Linked DNA regions of Pan troglodytes: region 1 is linked to region 2. The links are chromatin contacts, called in public HiChIP or PLAC-seq maps. All regions are on one chromosome and are shown on one strand. The core of a region is the stretch at or near the end of the contact, and the rest is flanking DNA. Distances in the headings are between cores, read along the strand shown.

The links. HiChIP or PLAC-seq counts read pairs in DNA pulled down with a chosen protein or histone mark.
Region 1: an H3K4me3 HiChIP or PLAC-seq map of stem cell-derived excitatory neurons shows a contact between it and region 2, with 7 times the contacts expected there. The contact joins the promoter of SENP3 here to the promoter of GPS2 in region 2. A contact is called at or near these places in 1 of 7 Hi-C or Micro-C datasets (stem cell-derived neural progenitor cells) and 1 of 1 datasets of contacts at active chromatin or transcription factors (stem cell-derived excitatory neurons).

Annotation. Positions count from the first base shown.
Region 1 is chr19:18,072,501-18,076,408 of NHGRI_mPanTro3-v2.0_pri, forward strand. SENP3 (SUMO specific peptidase 3) reads left to right here and starts at 1,974. Exons shown (of 11, transcript NM_001205128.4): 1 at 1,974-2,268; 2 at 3,071-3,796. The coding sequence starts at 3,082. TNFSF13 (TNF superfamily member 13) reads left to right here. Exons shown (of 6, transcript NM_001205130.2): 4 at 38-156; 5 at 339-477; 6 at 713-1,597. The coding sequence ends at 822.
Region 2 is chr19:17,827,794-17,831,240 of NHGRI_mPanTro3-v2.0_pri, forward strand. GPS2 (G protein pathway suppressor 2) reads right to left here and starts at 1,764. Exons shown (of 11, transcript XM_511971.9): 1 at 1,584-1,764; 2 at 1,206-1,366; 3 at 732-841; 4 at 535-647; 5 at 324-403; 6 at 150-232. The coding sequence starts at 1,299. NEURL4 (neuralized E3 ubiquitin protein ligase 4) reads right to left here. Exons shown (of 29, transcript XM_016931420.3): 29 at 1,886-2,580. The coding sequence ends at 2,376.

The sequences.
Region 1 (3,908 bases), core at 724-3,223, 240 kb after region 2:
TGCCAAGAAGTCCTGACCGACACACTGTCACCTCCAGATGACTCCGATGTGACAGAGGTGATGTGGCAACCAGCTCTTAGGCGTGGGAGAGGCCTACAGGCCCAAGGATATGGTGTCCGAATCCAGGATGCTGGAGTTTATCTGCTGTATAGCCAGGTAACCCCAGCCACACTCTGAGCTTCACAGAGGGCCTCTTTGGCCCCCTACTGAGGGTTCCTGACCCCTCTATTCATACCAAACCTAGCAGACCCTTCTTTCTTCCCTCGTTAGCACTCCTGAGGCCTCCCAGAACTGAGCCAGGCCATCCTGTTTTCTTCAACATCTCCCTTCCCTGCCAGGTCCTGTTTCAAGACGTGACTTTCACCATGGGTCAGGTGGTGTCTCGAGAAGGCCAAGGAAGGCAGGAGACTCTATTCCGATGTATAAGAAGTATGCCCTCCCACCCGGACCGGGCCTACAACAGCTGCTATAGCGCAGGTGAGAGCCCTGTGGGCAGCCGAAAGCAGGACGTCTCTGCCCGGGGGTAGCAGTGCAGGGAGCTACCGCTAGGAGGGAGGTTGGAAACCTAAACAGAGGCGGGTCTGAGGAGTGAAGTGCAGAATGCCGGGTCCTTACAGGAGGCAGAGGAACGGTGGAGCTGGAGAAGGCAGGGGGAAACAGGGCATCTGGATGGCTGTGCTTCACTGCGAATCTACTTTCTCTCTTTTCTCAGGTGTCTTCCATTTACACCAAGGGGATATTCTGAGTGTCATAATTCCCCGGGCAAGGGCGAAACTTAACCTCTCTCCACATGGAACCTTCCTGGGGTTTGTGAAACTGTGATTGTGTTATAAAAAGTGGCTCCCAGCTTGGAAGACCAGGGTGGGTACATACTGGAGACAGCCAAGAGCTGAGTATATAAAGGAGAGGGAATGTGCAGGAACAGAGGCGTCTTCCTGGGTTTGGCTCCCCGTTCCTCACTTTTCCCTTTTCATTCCCACCCCCTAGACTTTGATTTTACGGATATCTTGCTTCTGTTCCCCATGGAGCTCCGAATTCTTGCGTGTGTGTAGATGAGGGGCGGGGGACGGGCGCCAGGCATTGTCCAGACCTGGTCGGGGCCCACTGGAAGCATCCAGAACAGCACCACCATCTAGCGGCCGCTCGAGGGAAGCACCCGCCGGTTGGCCGAAGTCCACGAAGCCGCCCTCTGCTAGGGAAAACCCCTGGTTCTCCATGTCACACCTCTCTCCAGGTGCCCTCTGCCTCTTCACCCCACAAGAAGCCTTATCCTACGTCCTTCTCTCCATCTATCGGACCCCAGTTTCCATCACTATCTCCAGAGATGTAGCTATTATGCGCCCGTCTACAGGGGGTGCCCGACGATGACGGTGCCTTCGCAGTCAAATTACTCTTCGGGTCCCAAGGTTTGGCTTTCACGCGCTCCATTGCCCCGGCGTGGCAGGCCATTCCAAGCCCTTCCGGGCTGGAACTGGTGTCGGAGGAGCCTCGGATGTATCGTACGCCCTGGTGTTGGTGTTGCCTCACTCCTCTGAGCTCTTCTTTCTGATCAAGCCCTGCTTAAAGTTAAATAAAATAGAATGAATGATACCCCGGCTCCATTTCCCCCACTGCCTCGCCTCAGCCCGGTCCTCGTACGGGGATCTCCCGCCCTCCTGGCTCTCCTGTGGCGCGCCCCCCGCCGGATCAAGGTACTGGGGATGCCGCTAGGGTCAGGCCCGCGAGCGCGGAGAAGACAGAGCGCGGCGAAGACAGAGCGCGGCGCAAAAGGGAAAGTGGCGGGGCCGCCACGCGCGGCCGGGCGGCGGATGTGCGCAGGCGCAGCCTCGCGTAGCGCTCTGGGCTGGCCAGTCCCGTGGCGCCGGCGTCCTCGGGTAGACGGGACTGCGCGCTTGGTGGCCGCGCCGGCGCTCTTCGCCGGGTGTGACGTACTAATCGTGCGCCACCGCTGCCGGTGGGCCCGGGGCTCGCGGGAGGGGAAGGAGGAGGGGGGGAGGAGTGGCGGCGGCGGCGGCGGCGCTGGTGGTGGCGGTGGCGGAGGTGGAGGTGGAGGTGGAAGCTGAAGCTGAAGCAGAGCCAGAGGCGGCGCGGCGGGGTGCTCGGCGGCGCGGCACGCGGCCCAGAAGCGTTGGAATCCTGAATTGAGACGGCTGCGCCTAAAGACAGCAGGAGTGGCGGGGCCGCCGCCGTCGCCGGAGAGATGAGCCGGGAAGCTTGAGGCCGGAGACGCCCGCCTTCGGGCCCGTCCGCCCGGCTTCCCCGCTCCCGGTGAGGACGCCCCCTCCCCTCCCCCCAGCCCTGCCTTGGCCTCTCCCATTCCTGGGCCTCGCTCCCACCGAACCGGGGCCCAGAGGCCCGCATAGGGGCTTCTTAAGGCCCGTGTGCGCCGAGCCATCCAAGCTCGTGGGACCGGACTGGTGCCGGGTTGCATTCTGGTCCCCGAGGATGAAGTAGGAGGGGGCTGGGCCGGCCTGGCTTGTGCGCTCCGTTCTGTCCCAGCGTCTTGATTCGGTTCTCTTTAAGTTTCCTTCAAAGTTCTTCCCCGTTTATCAGCCTCTGCCCCCTGAACCATATCCCTGGCATCTGCACTTGAGATGACCGCAGCCTTCCCATGCCCCCCGTTCATCCAGGGTGTTAGAGAACTGTCTCCCATTCCAGTCCAGTTTCCACGTGCAAGTTGCATTCTCCTCAAGTACCACGGTTATCATGTCCCTGAGGAAAGAAATTGCCCTTGTTGGGCCCTCAAAGGACAGCCCTGGTGGTATTAAAATAAAGACGTAGAACCTGGCAGTGCTATTGGGTTTGGCCTGGTGATCCTAGAAATAAGATCTCTGAGGCCTGCTGCTTAGCCATTTTCCCTTGTCTCTGGACTGGGGAGAGATGATGGCACAGACCCTAAAGGGCCCCTTGTGGACCGCGTTAACTGGGAAGATCTTAAGTTAGGAGTTTTGCGTTTTTTCCTCTTTTCTTTATTTGCATCTGAATCCAGAGGAGGCATGGCCAGGAAGAGAGGCAGGATCTGCGGTGGGGTGATGCTTAGATTTTGATACCCTGATCTTTTGTTTTTCAGGGTACTGGAAGATGAAAGAGACTATACAAGGGACCGGGTCCTGGGGGCCTGAGCCTCCTGGACCCGGCATACCCCCAGCTTACTCAAGTCCCAGGCGGGAGCGTCTTCGTTGGCCCCCACCTCCCAAACCCCGACTCAAGTCAGGTGGAGGGTTTGGGCCAGATCCTGGGTCAGGGACCACAGTGCCAGCCAGACGCCTCCCTGTCCCCCGACCCTCTTTTGATGCCTCAGCAAGTGAAGAGGAGGAAGAAGAGGAGGAGGAGGAGGATGAAGATGAAGAGGAGGAAGTGGCAGCTTGGAGGCTGCCCCCAAGATGGAGTCAGCTGGGAACCTCCCAGCGGCCCCGCCCTTCCCGCCCCACTCATCGAAAAACCTGCTCACAGCGCCGCCGCCGAGCCATGAGAGCCTTCCGGATGCTGCTCTACTCAAAAAGCACCTCGCTGACATTCCACTGGAAGCTTTGGGGGCGCCACCGGGGCCGGCGGCGGGGCCTCGCACACCCCAAGAACCATCTTTCACCCCAGGAAGGGGGTGCGACGCCACAGGTGCCATCCCCCTGTTGTCGTTTTGACTCCCCCCGGGGGCCACCTCCACCCCGGCTGGGTCTGCTAGGTGCTCTCATGGCTGAGGATGGGGTGAGAGGGTCTCCACCAGTGCCCTCTGGGCCCCCCATGGAGGAAGATGGACTCAGGTGGACTCCAAAGTCTCCTCTGGACCCTGACTCGGGTAAGGTGGGAAAGGGGTGTGGGGTTGCGGGGGAGGGGTTAGGGAGGGTTAAGAGCCTGGAGCACCAGGAGCCTGTTGCCATGGTGAGAGTTGGGCTTAAGGAAAGTAGGAT
Region 2 (3,447 bases), core at 514-3,013:
CTTGAAAGCTGAAACCCAGTGACTTGTGTGTATCTGTATGCCCCGTTTCCCCCTAAACTTAAGTGCTTGATATGTTTGTGACTTGAATACTGGTGGCAAGGATGCATGGATGGAAGTACTAGGGGCTAGGCATCCAATCCTACTCTCACCGTAAGCACTTGGGGTCCAAACATTTGTTTGGCTCTGTCAGCTGCCATGAGGGTGCCTGGGCGATTGTGTCCTCCAGGGCTCCCTAGAAAGGGAGAAGGGCTTCATGATGCTGAAATGGGAGGCTGTGACCTCCAAGAAGGCCGGTTCCATCAGGTGGTTTCTTTAGTCCTCACCCTGCATGCTGAGGAGATGAGTTCCTGTGTGAACAGTCAGGCTCTGCTGGTATGCAGCTGATGTCAGGGTGGTCAGGTCACTGGAGTGAAAGGAAGACAGGTCAAAGTCAAGGACAGATGCCTTCTCTTTTGCCATTAAACACTGGTTCTTTTACTACCTGATCCCAGTTCCACTTGGCCCCCATTTCAGTTTTTAGCACTCTGATCCCACCTCTGTTCCTTTCGCCTCCGTTTTTCTTCCTCATGTAAAACTTTCTTGAGCTGCAGGAAAAGCTGGTGCTTCTCTTCCTGTAGGGCCAAAAGCTTCTCCTCCAACTTCAGAATCTGGGATGGGGTGGGAAAAGAAGACGAAGGCAGGGAGAGTCAAACGAAGAAATCAAAGCTGGGAAAGTTCAAGGGACTGCTTACTTGTTCCTTGGTCTCCTCTAGTGACATTCTCTCTTCCATCTCCTTTTTCTTTCTTCTCTCCTGTTCTTCCTTCATCTTCTGTTCCATCATCTTATCCACCTCTTCTTCCTCTGGAGAATCAGGCAGAATGAAGAAGAGGCAGGGTAGTGAAAACAATTCCAACGTTACAGATTGAAGACCAGCAAAACCCAGTCATCCCAACACGCCTGTGTGCTCTTTGCCTCGAGGGGACAAGCTCCCCATCGCGGCAATAGGGAACGGAAAGGCTTTATCAGGTGCTCTCCAAGGTCCTTCCCATCTCAAGGGTTCTGGAGCATGGAACAGGACGCTTAAATCCCACCACAACGGGGCTATAATTCCTTCCCTCCTCTGCGCTCGGCAGCGGGCGCGCTGGTTGGCCGGTGGGTTGAGGCCAGCCTTGAGGTACAGGAGCCATTCTGGGCCGTGCGTCCCCCTGCTATGGCCCCGGCTCACCCTGCCGCTTGCGCTCCCGCTCCATCATAATGTGCCGGTGCAGCGCCCTGGCCATGGCGTTGGAAAGCTTGGGGCGCTCCAGGAGTGCGGGCATGGTGCTGCCGTGGGCGCTCGGGCCGTGGGCGCCCGGCTGTCTCTGACTGCCAGACCTCAGACGGGGCCTGCGGGGAGGCGGGCGCTCAGAGGGGGCCGCGCCCGGCCCAGGCGGAAGCCCGTCCGCCCGGCCCGCTCGCCGCCCCGGTCACGTGTCCCAGGAGCCCGCCACCCGGCCGGGACCGCAGCCCCTGCCCCACCGCACGCGGGCGGCGCCGGGGTCCCCGGCTCGCTGCTGCCGCTCCCGCTCCCTGCCCAGCCAGCCCGGACGCCGGCCCTTCCTACCCGCCTTCTCTGCGCTTTCTCAGCGGCTCCGACGCGCCCTGGCCCCTGCGTCACATCCGGCGGCCCGGCCGAGTCCTTCCGGAGTCACGGCGGCGGCCGACCTCACAGGTGAAAGAAGGCGGAAGCGCGCTGCGACGGGTGCCCGCGGCGTACAAACCCCGTCGCCGGGAACGTGAGCGACGACCGCTGCAGACTGGCCTTGGCATCCTCAGCTCTCTTTAATTTCGCGGGCCCACCTGGTGGCACCCCAGGGGACGCGGGCTCCGGAGAGGGGCGCGCGAGAGAGAGGCCGAGGCGGAGGCTCTGAGACGGTGTTTATTGGCTCCTTAGAAATCAGAGTCAGTAACAACTGTACAGAGGCCCCCATCTTCCGTGCGCCCACCCTTCCCCACTCCCGCCCGGTGGCCCCGGAAAAAGCAGCTTCATGTGGGCACAGGGAGAGACTCCTCTGGGATTCACAGTAACCAGAAACAAAAACGGAAATAAATTAAGTGATGTGGGGTAGGGGAGTAAAAGGGAGTCATGTTCCCCAAATCAGTGCATGAAGAGGGGTACCAGGGCCTGGAGCTGGGCTCCCACGGCTCCTCCCATCAGACGGAGTGCTGGGCCTCCGGACATGGAGCTGTGCCACTTGCCACCTACATCTGAGAGCCTGCCTACATGCTCCTGCGCGGCTGCCAAGCTCCAGCACCTGCGCATGCCACGAGTCACGGGAATGAGGTGGAGGCAGTCGCCACTCAGAGTCCATGGGCCCGCGGCCCGACTGTGCTTGTAGTAGTGGTGTCTCACCCCTCATTCCACCCGTACCAGCAGGGCACAGAGGAGTGTGGCCCCCTTCTCCTTAGTGACCCACTCAAGTTCGGCTGGACTGAAGTGAGGGTCAGGAGGTTCTCCAAGGGCAGCGGAAGGGGGTCCCGGGGTGTAGGAGCCAGGGCGCACACACACCTGGAACGCCACCTGAGCCTGGTGCGTCCGCTGGGATTTGGGGTCCCGGAATCTGTCAGACAAGACAAAATAAGGGAGTGAAGCCTCTCGCCCCATCACCTCCCCCTTGCAAAGTCTGTTCCAACCACACAAGCCTTGCTGTACCTAGGAAATACTCCCACCTTATGGGAACTTCGCTCTAGCTGTTCTACCTGAAATGCTCTTCCTCCCAAAGCCTGCTCAGCTACACCCTTCACTTCCTTCTTCAAGCCTTTGCTCGAATCTCTCCCACCTTCTTAGGATGTCCACACCAACCGCACTGCTGTCTCCGCCCCATTCTTTCTCTGTTTCCATAGTCCTTACGTATTACCTTTAAAAATACTAAATACTGGCGGGGCGCGGTGGCTCACGCCTGTCCCAGCCCTTTGGGAGGCCGAGGTGGGCGGATCACGAGGTCAGGAGATCGAGACCATCCTGGCCAACATGGCGAAACCCCGTCTCTACTAAAAATACAAAAATTAGCCGGGCTTGGTGGTGCGTGCCTGTAGTCCCAGCTACTCAGGAGGCTGAGGCAGGAGAATCGCTTGAACCCAGGAGGTGGAGGTTGCAGTGAGATCACGCCACTGCACTCCAGCCTGGGTGACAGAGCAGGACTCCGTCTCAAAAAAAAAAATAAATAAAAATAAATAAATAAATAATACTTATTACGTATGAACATTATAGAGAGAAAAGGCAGAAGTTCCACAAGAGCAAGGTTCCTTTTTTTGCCCACTAGAAGAGTATATAAGTAGTATTTGTTCAATGAATGAAGAAAGGGCTGAGTTGGAGACTGGCAGCTAGCAAGACGAGATGAGAAAAGGGGAGGGCGAATCACGAAGACCCCAGTGGCTGCGCTGGGGCCCTCTCCATCCGAGCCCCTGGAGATCTCTCCCCACCCCTC